4 separate regions of the Mus musculus genome follow, and regions 1, 2 and 4 are each linked to region 3. The links are chromatin contacts, called in public Hi-C and HiChIP or PLAC-seq maps. All regions are on one chromosome and are shown on one strand. The core of a region is the stretch at or near the end of the contact, and the rest is flanking DNA. Distances in the headings are between cores, read along the strand shown.

What was found. Hi-C and Micro-C count contacts between places; a contact is called where the count stands out from the background. HiChIP or PLAC-seq counts read pairs in DNA pulled down with a chosen protein or histone mark.
Region 1: a contact with region 3 is called in a Hi-C map of uterus, with 3 times the contacts expected there. The contact joins two enhancer-like sites. A contact is called at or near these places in 2 of 484 Hi-C or Micro-C datasets (bone marrow-derived macrophages and uterus), 1 of 115 datasets of contacts at active chromatin or transcription factors (bone marrow-derived macrophages) and 1 of 9 other capture datasets (embryonic stem cells).
Region 2: a contact with region 3 is called in an H3K27ac HiChIP or PLAC-seq map of neural progenitor cells, with 4 times the contacts expected there. The contact joins the promoter of Pde7b here to the enhancer-like site in region 3. A contact is called at or near these places in 1 of 484 Hi-C or Micro-C datasets (bone marrow-derived macrophages), 3 of 115 datasets of contacts at active chromatin or transcription factors (bone marrow-derived macrophages, neural progenitor cells and neural tube) and 1 of 9 other capture datasets (embryonic stem cells).
Region 4: a Hi-C map of bone marrow-derived macrophages shows a contact between it and region 3, with 19 read pairs. The contact joins two enhancer-like sites. A contact is called at or near these places in 2 of 484 Hi-C or Micro-C datasets (bone marrow-derived macrophages and embryonic stem cells), 2 of 115 datasets of contacts at active chromatin or transcription factors (bone marrow-derived macrophages and embryonic basal ganglia) and 1 of 9 other capture datasets (embryonic stem cells).

The regions. Positions count from the first base shown.
Region 1 is chr10:20,527,587-20,530,355 of GRCm38.p6, forward strand. All of the region lies in intron 1 of Pde7b (phosphodiesterase 7B), which reads right to left. Among named protein-coding and RNA genes, the nearest start is that of Pde7b, 19 kb to the right of the region's middle. Within about 2 kb of position 1,480, at least 32 of the 459 cell types and tissues checked have an H3K27ac peak or open chromatin away from gene starts, as enhancers often do. A contact at or near this core is called in uterus, where this site is marked.
Region 2 is chr10:20,546,677-20,549,681 of GRCm38.p6, forward strand. Pde7b (phosphodiesterase 7B) reads right to left here and starts at 1,652. Exons shown (of 12, transcript NM_001347366.1): 1 at 1,215-1,652. The coding sequence starts at 1,452.
Region 3 is chr10:20,853,649-20,856,536 of GRCm38.p6, forward strand. No RefSeq gene overlaps it. Among named protein-coding and RNA genes, the nearest start is that of Gm33510, 16 kb to the left of the region's middle. Within about 2 kb of position 1,438, at least 103 of the 459 cell types and tissues checked have an H3K27ac peak or open chromatin away from gene starts, as enhancers often do. A contact at or near this core is called in bone marrow-derived macrophages, neural progenitor cells, neural tube and 1 more, where this site is marked.
Region 4 is chr10:20,397,026-20,400,030 of GRCm38.p6, forward strand. It overlaps Pde7b (phosphodiesterase 7B), which reads right to left. Exons shown (of 12, transcript NM_001347366.1): 12 at 27-3,005. Among named protein-coding and RNA genes, the nearest start is that of Mtfr2, 51 kb to the left of the region's middle. Within about 2 kb of position 1,371, at least 30 of the 459 cell types and tissues checked have an H3K27ac peak or open chromatin away from gene starts, as enhancers often do. A contact at or near this core is called in bone marrow-derived macrophages, where this site is marked.

The sequences.
Region 1 (2,769 bases), core at 230-2,729, 330 kb before region 3:
TGTGTGGGTGCCAGGTGAGTGGGAAAGCTACCAAAAACTCAAGAGGAAGCACATGGCAGAGCTAAGCCTTGGGGGAGAGTGACCCACATTCAGAGGGACTCTGCTTTGTGCATTATCAGAGGCAAAGACTCTTGACGACCAGGTATAAAATAAGAAGGTCCTGGCCTACCAGAGTAGGGAAACTGAACAAGAGGATATCTGGAGGAAATATATTGAGTACACATAATTGCTTTGATGAGCAATATATTTGCAGTTTATTTTTAAATGGAAAATATCCAATGGCAATTCTAGGGTAGAATATAGCCATGAGCATTTACTTTTGGCTCCTAGCCAAATTCCCTATGAGTCAGGTTCACATGCCATTCTTTCAGGTCAGCTCTGCTCCTCCTGCAGGTTAATGGTGTATTTCTGTAAGTCCTTGAATCAGGACTTTTCCTGTCTGAACGGGAGATGTGTTTCTTGCCCGTCATCCCCTTGGAGCAGTGGATCCCAATCCTGGGACCCTTTAATAAGTCCCTCCTGTTGTGGCGACCCCCAACCGCAAATTATTTTCATTGTTACTACATAGCTGTAATTTTGCTGCTGTTATGAATTGTAATGTGAATATCTGTTTTTGTTTTTGTTTTTTTTTTTCTGACGGTCTCGGGCGGCCCCTGTGAAAGGATTGAGAACTGGGGGCTTAGAACCGTATTGGAGGCACAGTAGCTTTCATGTCTCACTTACAGAAAACCTACTCAAAACCAAAACAAATGTCCTCTTAGTCTTCACTTCTGAGCATCAACCTGCCTCAGTTTGGGTGTGCAGACAGACCCTGAGCATCTAAAGCGGTTACCGGAGATCTAAACTCTGTGTTGTTCCTTGCTTCCTCTCTCATCCGTCTCCCTCATTCTGCTCCGCTTTGGTGCGGAGCTGGTCAGCAGCGGAATCCAGGCTGTGGAAACTACTTTGGGATGAGTATGGAGAACAATTTGGAGTTTGAGGCTGGGCCTTTACCAGCCACTGGGAGAGAAAATAATGAACTGGGAGTGAGTGGGGTGATCATGACCCACTTATTTCAACTATGAGGAGGCGAGAGCTGAAATTCAGAAGGTGAAACTGTAAGCAAAACCGAGTAACATAATTCTGGGGGATGTGGGGGGAGGGCTGGGGTGGGCAGTGGGAGAATAGTCATGTGACTGCCGTGTTAGCACCCAAGGAGCTCCTGTGTTCTTGGAGTTTGCGTAATTAAAACTTAGAAGTCTATGTCTAAAAGCTAGGCTTTTCCTAATCAAATGTGGCAAAGCCCCGCCCTTTTGCCAACATTTTCCTTCTGAGCTTAAATCACGTGCTGTGGCCTTGAAGGGTTCCACCCTGGCTCAGGTTCCGCAGCCCCCAGTTTGGCTCACTTTCAGGATGGAGAGAAGGAACGTTTACATCTGCATAGCAAGTAGGGCAGTGCCTTTCACTTCACTGTCTGGGATTTGATTAATTCTGTTTAATTGCGCGGAGGAGCCACCAAGAGACTAGAGCCAGGCGTGGTATCCGCATTTATTCTCTCCTTTCTCTATCTGCCTCAGAATCAAGTTACTTTGAACTCCTACCCTGTAACGTTACTATTGACCATGCTGGTCCAAACTACGGGTCAGTGTGACATGTCAACTCTGCTCATGCTGAACGTCTGCTCGGAATGGCTCATTCATAATTCATGCGTCTAAAAATGAATCGCGTGTATTTAGGTGGCTGGTTTGCCAGTCTTCAGCTATTTCCATCGCAGACCCACAAACCTCACTTTTGATGAAATCCTTCCTTATAAAAATCAAAGATTTTTCTTTCAGATTAGTTCAAATTAGACCTTCGTGGAACTCCTTTGGTCTAGTGGTCATTCGAAGCAAATGGTCAGGGCAGAGTGTTTTCTTCCTGACTTCTGTAAAGTACCACCTGCTAAAATCTCCCTGTTCTTTATCCCTCTCTTCCACTTCCCCTAGTCCACCTGCTTTACAGCACAAGATACTTTAAACACACAAAGTGATAAGAAATGAGAGATACTAGCCTCCTGAACCCACCATTGCATAAGACTGTGGGATGTCATACCTGAGCCTGGGTCACCAACGTGTGATCCTGGCCTGGAATAAGATCCTAGCCCTACCTTCTTAAAAGCAACTAACCACATACCTTGCTAGCATTTCTACCTTGCTAGTTTTATGGGAAATGGAGCCTGGAAGCAGGATGGAGTATGGGGTCTTCATCTAGAAATTAGGCTGGCCATCCTGAATATTTTCGTCCTTGTTTAGGTGTATGTCTGGGCAAGCAGACATTAAATGTTTTCACAGTGTTCACAATTTAAGTTCACCTAAACTCTGACATCTCCGGAGGAAATCCAGTGGTCTTTCTTACGAATGCCTAGAAAGCATTGCCCCACTATCAGGCCCAGAGGATTCCTGATACACTGTTGATCTTCTTACAAACCCTTGGTTTCTGAGAAGTTTCTCCCTACATGGGGTTTTGTCAAGTGTACAGTGATCAATCTTAATTCCTATAAGCCTGCGCCTGGAATTCGAATGGCAGCATGCTGTGATCTGGGCTTTGAAGTAATAAATCTTAAGTGGCTATTATCACAACAAAATCATAATCTGGAGACAAAAGAAAATTCCCTTCTGTGACTATTAAATAGAATTTTGACTTTAAGTGGCCATTAGTATTATGAATAAGAACACAAACTCAAACACAAACACAAAATAAGAACACAAACCTCTCATATTTAATTTAGTTTAACAAAGGATTTAGTTGGCC
Region 2 (3,005 bases), core at 402-2,901, 310 kb before region 3:
CATTTCTTCTGACCAAGACCCACTTCCATTGGCTTCCCACTTGCAGATGCCACACAACCTCAGGCCACTGCCTCACTTTTCCTTCCTCAGTGCCCAGATACTCATCGTTCAGTAAAGAGCATTAGTTTCTTTTCTTCCTCCCAGACTCCCCCCCCCCCGCCCTGAGCATTACTTTTTAATAATATTCTTTATCAACGATTGATTTGGCAACTTAATGGAAAAACGAACGACAAACCTCTCTGCAATAAGTTATCTAAAACAAAACCAGGGGAATTTTTATTCTCAGCCCATTTCCGTGAGAAAAAGGGAGATGATTTTTGGTCTGTCTTTCTGCCTGTCCCATCGCTCAGTGCCGATGGCATGTCAGGATTCTGCTGCACGGAGATGGCCGGGACATAAAAGGCATAAACACACTCCTATGACTTCTCCAAGAACCCACTTCTTTTTACTCACCAACAGATTCCCCAGAGGAAGGGAGCACCCAGCCACCAGTTGTGGCATTTGCAGTTTAAGAGCCCCCAACGGTATCTTGGCTCCCCTCCCCATTAGACACACAGGAAAGATCCAACTGACTGTCCCATCCCAAACAGCACATTCTTATGACATGAAAAAGCCCTTCTGACTCATCATCACCACACTTGTGGATGACCTGAGCTTTCTTCATCTCTGTAGGGGTATTATTCATCGCTTGCCCAAAGAGGAAACTGAGGCAGAGTAGTTGAGTAACTTGCAAGGATTGAGAAAGCCTGCAGACCACACTCAGTTCTAGGAGCACAATACACATCACATGTTGCATGGTTGAAAACTGGAGGATACATTTTTTACTTAAAGACATGCACATAGCAACCTAAAGGAATTACTCTTTTGGAGACTCTGCTAACTATGGACAGGAAATATTGGAGTAGGATGGACATTAAAGAGAATCCGATTGCACTCTCTGCTGTTGGGGTCCGAATCGCAGAAGGTTTGACCTGGTTAAGTCCGCAGGGCAAGCCTGCAGCAAACTGACCCGTATTCTAAGTTTGTTGATTTCCATTCTAATACTCCTGCATCTATCACGCTCAACATAGAGATGCTTTTACAACAGAACAAACATTTGTAAGTTAGCCCTTGAACCCTGTCCATACAGCTTGCCTCCCTTCCTTGACCCAAGTACTGGACCCAGAGTGATGAGACCTGTCCGGGTTACCTTCTGCACTCCACAGTCAGTTTACCTGGGAAGCTGTGGGAAGCATCTTCATTTTCCAGAATGCCTCTCGGTTTGGTTGCCTGTAGCTCACTTTTGGACTTCCAAACCAGCTTTACCATCCTGATCATCTCTGGCAAGTCCCAGGGTAGCGGCCCCTGCTGGCACCCCGGCCTGCTGCTGAGGGAAGAGGGTAGCACAGCTTCTGGGGCCGTCCACCTCCTGCCTAGTTCTGCAGAGTGGAAGTACCGCTCTAGCACAGGCATTCTGCCCTGTTCCCCAGAAGAAGAGGTAGGGCTGCCGCCGTCGCTGCTGCTGCTGCTGTTCCTGCTGCTGCTGCTGTTGTTGTTGCTGCTGCTGCTGCCACCAGAGGGGAATTTCTTCCCGGGCAGCTGCAGGCAAACCCGCGTGAAATCCTCTCCAGCCTTGGAAAGACAAGCCTCCTCCAGCCTGGCACAGCCTTTCTGGCTTTCCCAGCCCCTGCACAAAACACTGGCGACGAGATGAGAGAGACGAGACCGCTGCACCGCCTAAGGTTCCTCACTGCTGAGTCTCTGGACTCCTTCCTTCCTTAGAGATACAGCGCATTTTCCTCTTCTCTCCCAGGCACCGAATTCACAGCACTTAATTAATCCCAGGCTACAGCTGGAACGACAGCGGGAGTGGGGAAAGCCATGGAGGAGGCTTCAGCCTTCGCCTTCCCTCTTCTTCCTCTTGTTTTGTTTTCTGGGAGCTTTTTTCCCTTTTTTTTTTTCTTTTTTTTTCTTTTTTCTTTTTGCTGCTTGTCAAGTTTGTCAAGTGGCTTAGCAGTGAAAGACTTCAGGCAAAGACTTGGGGCCCCGCTTTGCGTGACTCTTTGAGCGCCCCCCCCCCCCAGACTAGTTATCTGGAAGCGTCAGGTGAGGGGTCAATCTATGGCACAGGAAGCCTAGAAGCTTCCCAGACTCTGGTCTTGCAAATCACAAGGAACTTTGAGCAAAAAACCGGGAAGCTGAGCTCTGGCGTGCCTCCGCAGCAGCCTTCCCTCAGGAGGGCCTGGTGGGGGGCCTGCCTTGTCTGTTCACAGTGCGGCACAGGATGGGGGTGGCTGGATCCCAAGGACCACAGTTCAAACACTCTCCTTCCTCCTTCCAGACCCCACCCACTCTACTGTCAAAGTTCTCTGCAAACTAACCGGGTTTTGGTCCATTAGTCAAATCCCTTTGTAACCTCAGCTGCCCTTCAAGTTGGAAGGAAATAACATTGAATCACATTCCAAAGCTGACTGGAAAGAAGTGGATTAGGGAAGTGTCAGAGTCCTTATGCATATGCACAGGGTGTCTGTTTAGCTTGGACACGTGGATCGGGATGGTTAAAAACCCATTTTCAAAGGGCAGTCATCATTTTAAAGGGTGTTAGTAGGGGGTCATAAATGGCCTGAAAAAGAAAGTGTGGCTGGTTCTTTTCAAAGAGACCACACTGTGGGCTTAATATCTGGGCCACTGACTACTGCGTTCCCCACCCCAGAGCGGAGAATTGAGGACAACTGTGGGCCAGGCCTCTTGTTTCCTGAGGTTCAGAGATGAAGGCGCTGACCCTGGAAGTCAGAGCCAACACGGCAACAGAGATGCCCCCTGTCGCTTATGTGAAAGGCCTTGGACATAAAGGAAAGTGGGGTGGTATTGGCTTGGCGTTTTTGCCAGCAAATTGGGTTTGTAGGAACAATTTGAACTTGTACATTCACTCAGAAAGGCCCTGTTTTCTTGAAAGACATTGTAACAATCCTGTCTTCCTCCAGGCTCAGTGTCTCTGTGTTGCAAAGGCCTTTGTTTTGCTTGGC
Region 3 (2,888 bases), core at 188-2,687:
TTCAAAGTCAAGGAAACTCCCAATTTCACATCTAAAGTTAATATAGCTGTAGCTCTCAGGAAAATGCTTTTGATTTAGTAGTATATTATGAGCTGAATTTCAATTTTTAGTCATTGTAGTTGTCTTTATTAAAAATTACTTTAATAAAACACTAATGTCAATTTTGATCTATAAGAAAAATATACTTTTTAATGAGTATACATAGAAACTATGTCTAATAAAAATTATGCTGAAAATGTTTTTTGCCTTATTTCTAAGCTACCGCACTGTGGAGATTTGACAATAATTCTTCTCCCATTTTCTGATCAAGTATATCTAATGAATTCTTACTTAGGAGTCCTTGAAGAATTAGATTTCAGTTACAAAACAGGAAAGTTTCTAAAGCTAAATGACTTTTCACCCTGAAAAAAAGTTCAAAGACTCAAAAGAGTTGAGTTTTAAAGCCCCTTATGTTCTGACAAGACTTTAATGCATACAAAGCTTAGCTTCTAAAACAGTGGTTCTCAGCCTTCCTAATGCTGCTACCGTTAAATACAGTTCCTCATGGTGTGGTGACCCCAACCCTAGAGTTGTTTTCACTGCAACTTTATAACGTATTACTGTTGCAAATCATAATGTAACTATCTGTGTTTTCTAGTCGCCATCCAAGGAGTCGTGACTAACCACTGTTCTAAAAGTTAAAGGGAAAGGACACCTTTAGAAATTAAACTAGTTGATGTCCATTAACTGAGTGGATCAAGACGAGCCTGACACAGTGATGTGACCAGAATGGAATCACATCAAAATGCACAGGATTTTCTAACCTTGATCATCTCTGCTCTAGGGTGAGAACTAGGTCAAGGCAGTAGCGACCCCTTTCCTTTTCATATCTGTAACTTGATGTTTACCAGCTTATTGTAATTCATATATCAAATAGCGATTTATTGAACATTCATACTGCACAAAGAATTGCCCAGCTTCTGTTAGCTTAAGCCAGGAGAGTGGCAGCTTGAAATTCATAAAAATTCATAAGAAAATTGCTATCAAAATTCTTACATATTTATTATCCTGTTTTTTTTTAATACACATGAAAACCCCGTTGCCACCCACTGATTGCAGCCCCCATGGGACTCTTGTCCTCCATACCTCATCCATTCAGATTTACAACCCTTCTCATCAGCTTGGACAGTTTTGGCAGGGGATTGACTTGACAGCTTAGAATACAGCCTTTTCCTGCCCTTGAAAGGCAACATGGCACTCAGGAGATGTGCCATGTAAGCAGCTCTCACAGCCCGCACAGGCTCTGTGAGAAGGAATGTAAACAAGTTTGAAGGAGAAGGAAGGGAAGGGGGTGGGGATCCTTAGGAGCATCTGCCTAGGTTTCCTCTCTTGTTCTGAGGGCCAGGCACATGAAAGCGCCTTGGGCAGGGAGGTGCCAGCTGGCTGCAGTTGTGTGGAGTCAGAGGCTCCAGCGCAGCCCTGCGTCCCCTCTGATCCCACAGCTCGTTATGCAGTCGGCTCACTCAGCCTTCCTCATTTCGGCACAAAGGAAGCCAACTCGAGAGATGTTCTCTGCATATCACATGAGCCTTATTTTATCCTGATGTGCACCGAGGAGAACAGAATGTGGTTTGCTTTTCTAATTGGTTTCCGTTATGCTGAGTCTGTGTCGGGTTAACCCCAGGAAGGGTCACGCTGGGTGTCACCTACTGCTCCGTGTTGTTCTGTACCTTGTCACCTTTGCTTCCCCCTTTGAGTCATGTGTTTTTGGACCCACTTCAAGTTTAAAACATTAATTGATGCCCAGAATCTATGACGGGGAGCATCGGTAATGGATGTGACATGAAAATTAAATGAGTTTAAACTCTTCTGAAATAAAAGATGGATACTTTGTGCACAGGCTTAATTTCTGGTAAAACAATTAATTTAAAAATTTGTGCAACAGGCCAGTGGCTGGCAGGCAAGCTTTGCTCTAGCACTTGGAAAACCATCTTCGAGGGAAAGTGACATTGTCAACTTATGACCTCGCACCTAGCACCTAATAAACCCCACCTCCACCCCTGTAACAACCCCTCCCTCCGTGTTCTGTCTAATTTTCCCACACCTAGTCTTAAGGCACAGGAAACTATACAGCTTTTCCTTTTTTGTAGCTCTAAAAGCTGGCTCTGACTCTAGGACACATGGCTGCCTAATAATACTGGATTGAAAAATGACTAACTTGGGCTTGTACAATTGCGCAATCATTCGTAGATGGTACAAATGATGGCAGGCCCCTCTTTTCACCTACATTATGGGATAAAAACTTTGATTTGTGTGTCCTTCAGAAACCAGTAATACACAGTCAAATAATAGGCATTACCCTTATTTTCCTGAATAAATTGTTTATGTTTACCTCTCAGATACTATCTTTTGCTGTCCGAATCCACCCCCCCCCCCAAAATAATTTCCACTTCTGTACCCTCCCCACTGTTTCCTGGAAACACGCTACGATCAACTATACTTCAGGGTCTTTGTTCTTCTCTCTCTCTTGGGTGCCCATCTCATTAATACTCCTCTGCCATGCTCCCTCGATTCTTTGAGATCCCTCACTCAAAGATATCAGGCCTAATCACTCTACGTCAAAAGCTAACTGTTGGGGAATGGTGTCAGTAAAATAACTCCCATAAACCATAAAGCCTTGGAATTAGATCTACACCTTTAGCGTCAAAATATGGGTATTGTAGTAAGTATAGTTTTATTTATTTCTAGTGGCGCTGACCAGTGAACACAGGAAGTTCCTTGGGATTCATGTGGTCAAGCAGTGCAGCGGACCCACATCAGTGAACTTCAGGTTCACCAAGAGACCCTTCTCTTCAAAAACTATGGAGACGAATCAAGGAAGACAGACAGAGGACTTTGTCTTTTGCCCT
Region 4 (3,005 bases), core at 121-2,620, 460 kb before region 3:
AAAGTCAGGATATTTTTATACTGTGATATTTTAAAGAAATTATCTTTATTTTTAAATGTTCATCTGGATAGACATGCCAATGAATATTTAGGCCACATTTTTGAGCAAAACTCACAAGGTTTGTTCCCCCCCCCCCCAAACTTACATGTGTACACAAGATGACACAATTTTACAGTCTTAAAAGAAGAAAGCATGAGGAATACAAGCTCATAACCAAGTCAACGCCACTGAGCAGATGTGATTCGACACAAAAGGCCACACATCTCCATGTTTTACAGGAAGGGCTATTTGAAGGCAGGGTTGCAGATGCCCTCCAAGGCCCTTTGTGGGAAGCTGAAAGCAGGAAGAGGAGAAACAACTAGTTTTTACTTAACCTAACCCGGAAGTATGGGTTGTCAGGGTTTCAGGTATCAGGTCTGACTGCGGATTGGATGGCAGCAAAGAAAAGTAGGCTTTGATCATCAGACCTGATAGTGATGTATTCATGTTCACCTCTCTCTCTCTCTCTCTCTCTCTCTCTCTCTCTCTCTCTCTCTGTCTCTCTCTCTCTCTCCCTCTCCCTCTCTCGCTCTCTCTCGCTCTCTCTCTCTCTCTCTCCCTCTCCCCCTCCCCCTCTCTCTCCCTCCCTCCCTCCCTTTCTTCCTCTCTCTCTCTCTTTGTCTCTGAGATCTTTATGTATTATTAAGAAAGTAGCTCTCTGAATTCTTCCTTTCTAAAGTCATCAATTGATGATCCACGACCTAGGTGGGCTAGCAGACTAAGACTAAAAGCGTTAAAACGATATTGACACATGGACCGTGTCTCCAAGACTTATTGGACAACTTGTATTAAATTATTCCAAGAGAGCCATTAGCAGGCAGAAAAGAGTTTTCACAGTTAATTTTTTCTCAACACATGAGGATCTCACAAAATTTCCAGACAGTAGAAGCATGCAGGCACGTCTACCTCCATTCTATTTCTGATTTTTATTATTCTTGTGTTTTAACTATTAGATGTTTGGTAGATGAAAATCTTTCCCTATAAACCTGGAACTACCAAGAATGCCCTATCCTAATTCAATTATAATATAATTGTAGCTTAAGCAAATCTATTTCCTAAACTCCACTGGCTAAAGACAATGTTTTCTTTACTGTTTCTATTTTGTCATCCTGAACAATTGATCTCCTTGTTTTGATCTCATATGCATAAAAACAGATGGCTACAATCCAAAATAAGAGGTTTTGAAGCAGGAATCTTTCTGCTGTATTCTCATGTGAGGCCTTGCTTAAGTTCAGAGCTTCAGAATACCATAGCAATGAAGATGTATGTCAGTCCGTAGCTGCTTCAGAAAACAGAAGTTAGTGCTGTGTTCACAACTTCCCTTCTCACCCATATCAGTGACGTCAGCGCCATCCACCCACTTCGCAAATTCTTCAGACTTTCTTTAGTCCCATCTGACAATCTTGCTTATACTAGTGAAAATATAATCAACTTTCCAATTCCTTCCACAACCTTAACTCTGTAAGCCCCAATCTCTCTGTAGGAACGTGTTCCAAGCCAAGCAAGTTTTTAATGTTTCACTTGCGTTATTAGGAGAAACAGAGAGCCCCACATTAGTTGCACTTAGGAAGTAAGAGCTAGCTGTTGCTGTCAGTTTGAGAAGTGGCTTGATCATGGCAGAAATGCCCCCTCTCCCACTACTTAAGATAAAGAGAAAGAAGCATTGGCAGTTTCCATATAACATTAATTATGCTAGAGCTCACGAAGAAAAGGCTCAATGCATAGTTCAGCTGGGTAAGAATGCGTACACACTGGATTTTACAGCCAAGCATCTGCAGACAGATGACAACAATTCCAAGCTGCGTCTGCTGGCTGCAGCTGTGATGAACCACATTAATCTGCTAGAAAGCTAAAGTCTCTGATAAAACTGAAATAGCTTCTTTACTTAAATAAGATTAAATTCAGCCAAACAGCTGGGCAGTTGTTCACATGAAACTATAGAAAAAAGTAAATAATTCAGTTACTGTCAACGCCAAAGAAACGCACACCAACCGTCCACGGACCAAAGGGACTTTGGTATTGTAGCCATATCAGACAAATGTGTGGCATGGGGGCAGGGAGTTCCCTGATGGTTAGGTGACAGGAAACCTGCTGTGTCTTCCGTGAGGTGGATGTACCCCGTGTTCCACAACAGGAGTCACAAAAACACGAGCTTCTCAGCCAGCTTGTTAAAACTGTGTGCAGCATTGCTGTGCTGGAAAGTGATTTACATCTTGCTCATTAATCTGAGGAAACCAAACTTAGTGCCATAGATTAAAAACTACGTTCCCAATGCATGAGAGGTTTTCGAAAAAAGTTTCCTTCAAGATGGTACTCAGTTTTGGCTTGTGACCTTAGCAGGGAAGCAGAGATGGTCACTAGGGGCAGGCAGTTCAGAAAGACATCTGTCAGGATTTAGGTTGGGCAGTTTTGGAAAGAGGAAAAATGTTTAAAGTTAAGGCCTTTATCTGCGAACAACAGTATATTAATAAACTCTATACCATATTTACAAATGCATTCTCTTGTATTAAAACTAACAGTATTCTGTTCACAGTGCCATTGTTTATACAGGTAGCAATCCCATAATACTCGTGTATTTTGGCATGGGAATCAGTAGCGTTTGGTATTTACAGAAAATGTACACTTGTGAATATAAACAGGTCACTGAATCCGTAAAAGACGGATTGGCTAACGGTGCAAAGGGACGGGCTGTACAGCACCTTCCACCAGATGGGAGGGGACGCGTGGTTTCAGAAATCGCAATGGTGCCACATCTCGGACCCAATGTGGCATAGAGTCAATAGCAAAATAATGAACCCCCTCTTAGGTTTGGGTACGCAGAGTATTACTTGTCCAAAGTTTTAGACCCATTGTCTGGTGCATGAAATATAAAAGTTAAAAAGATTTATTATTTTATAATAATAATTATTATTAAAATAGAAGGTACTTTCTCTCACACTCTCGTTTGTGCTCTGGCACGCAAGACC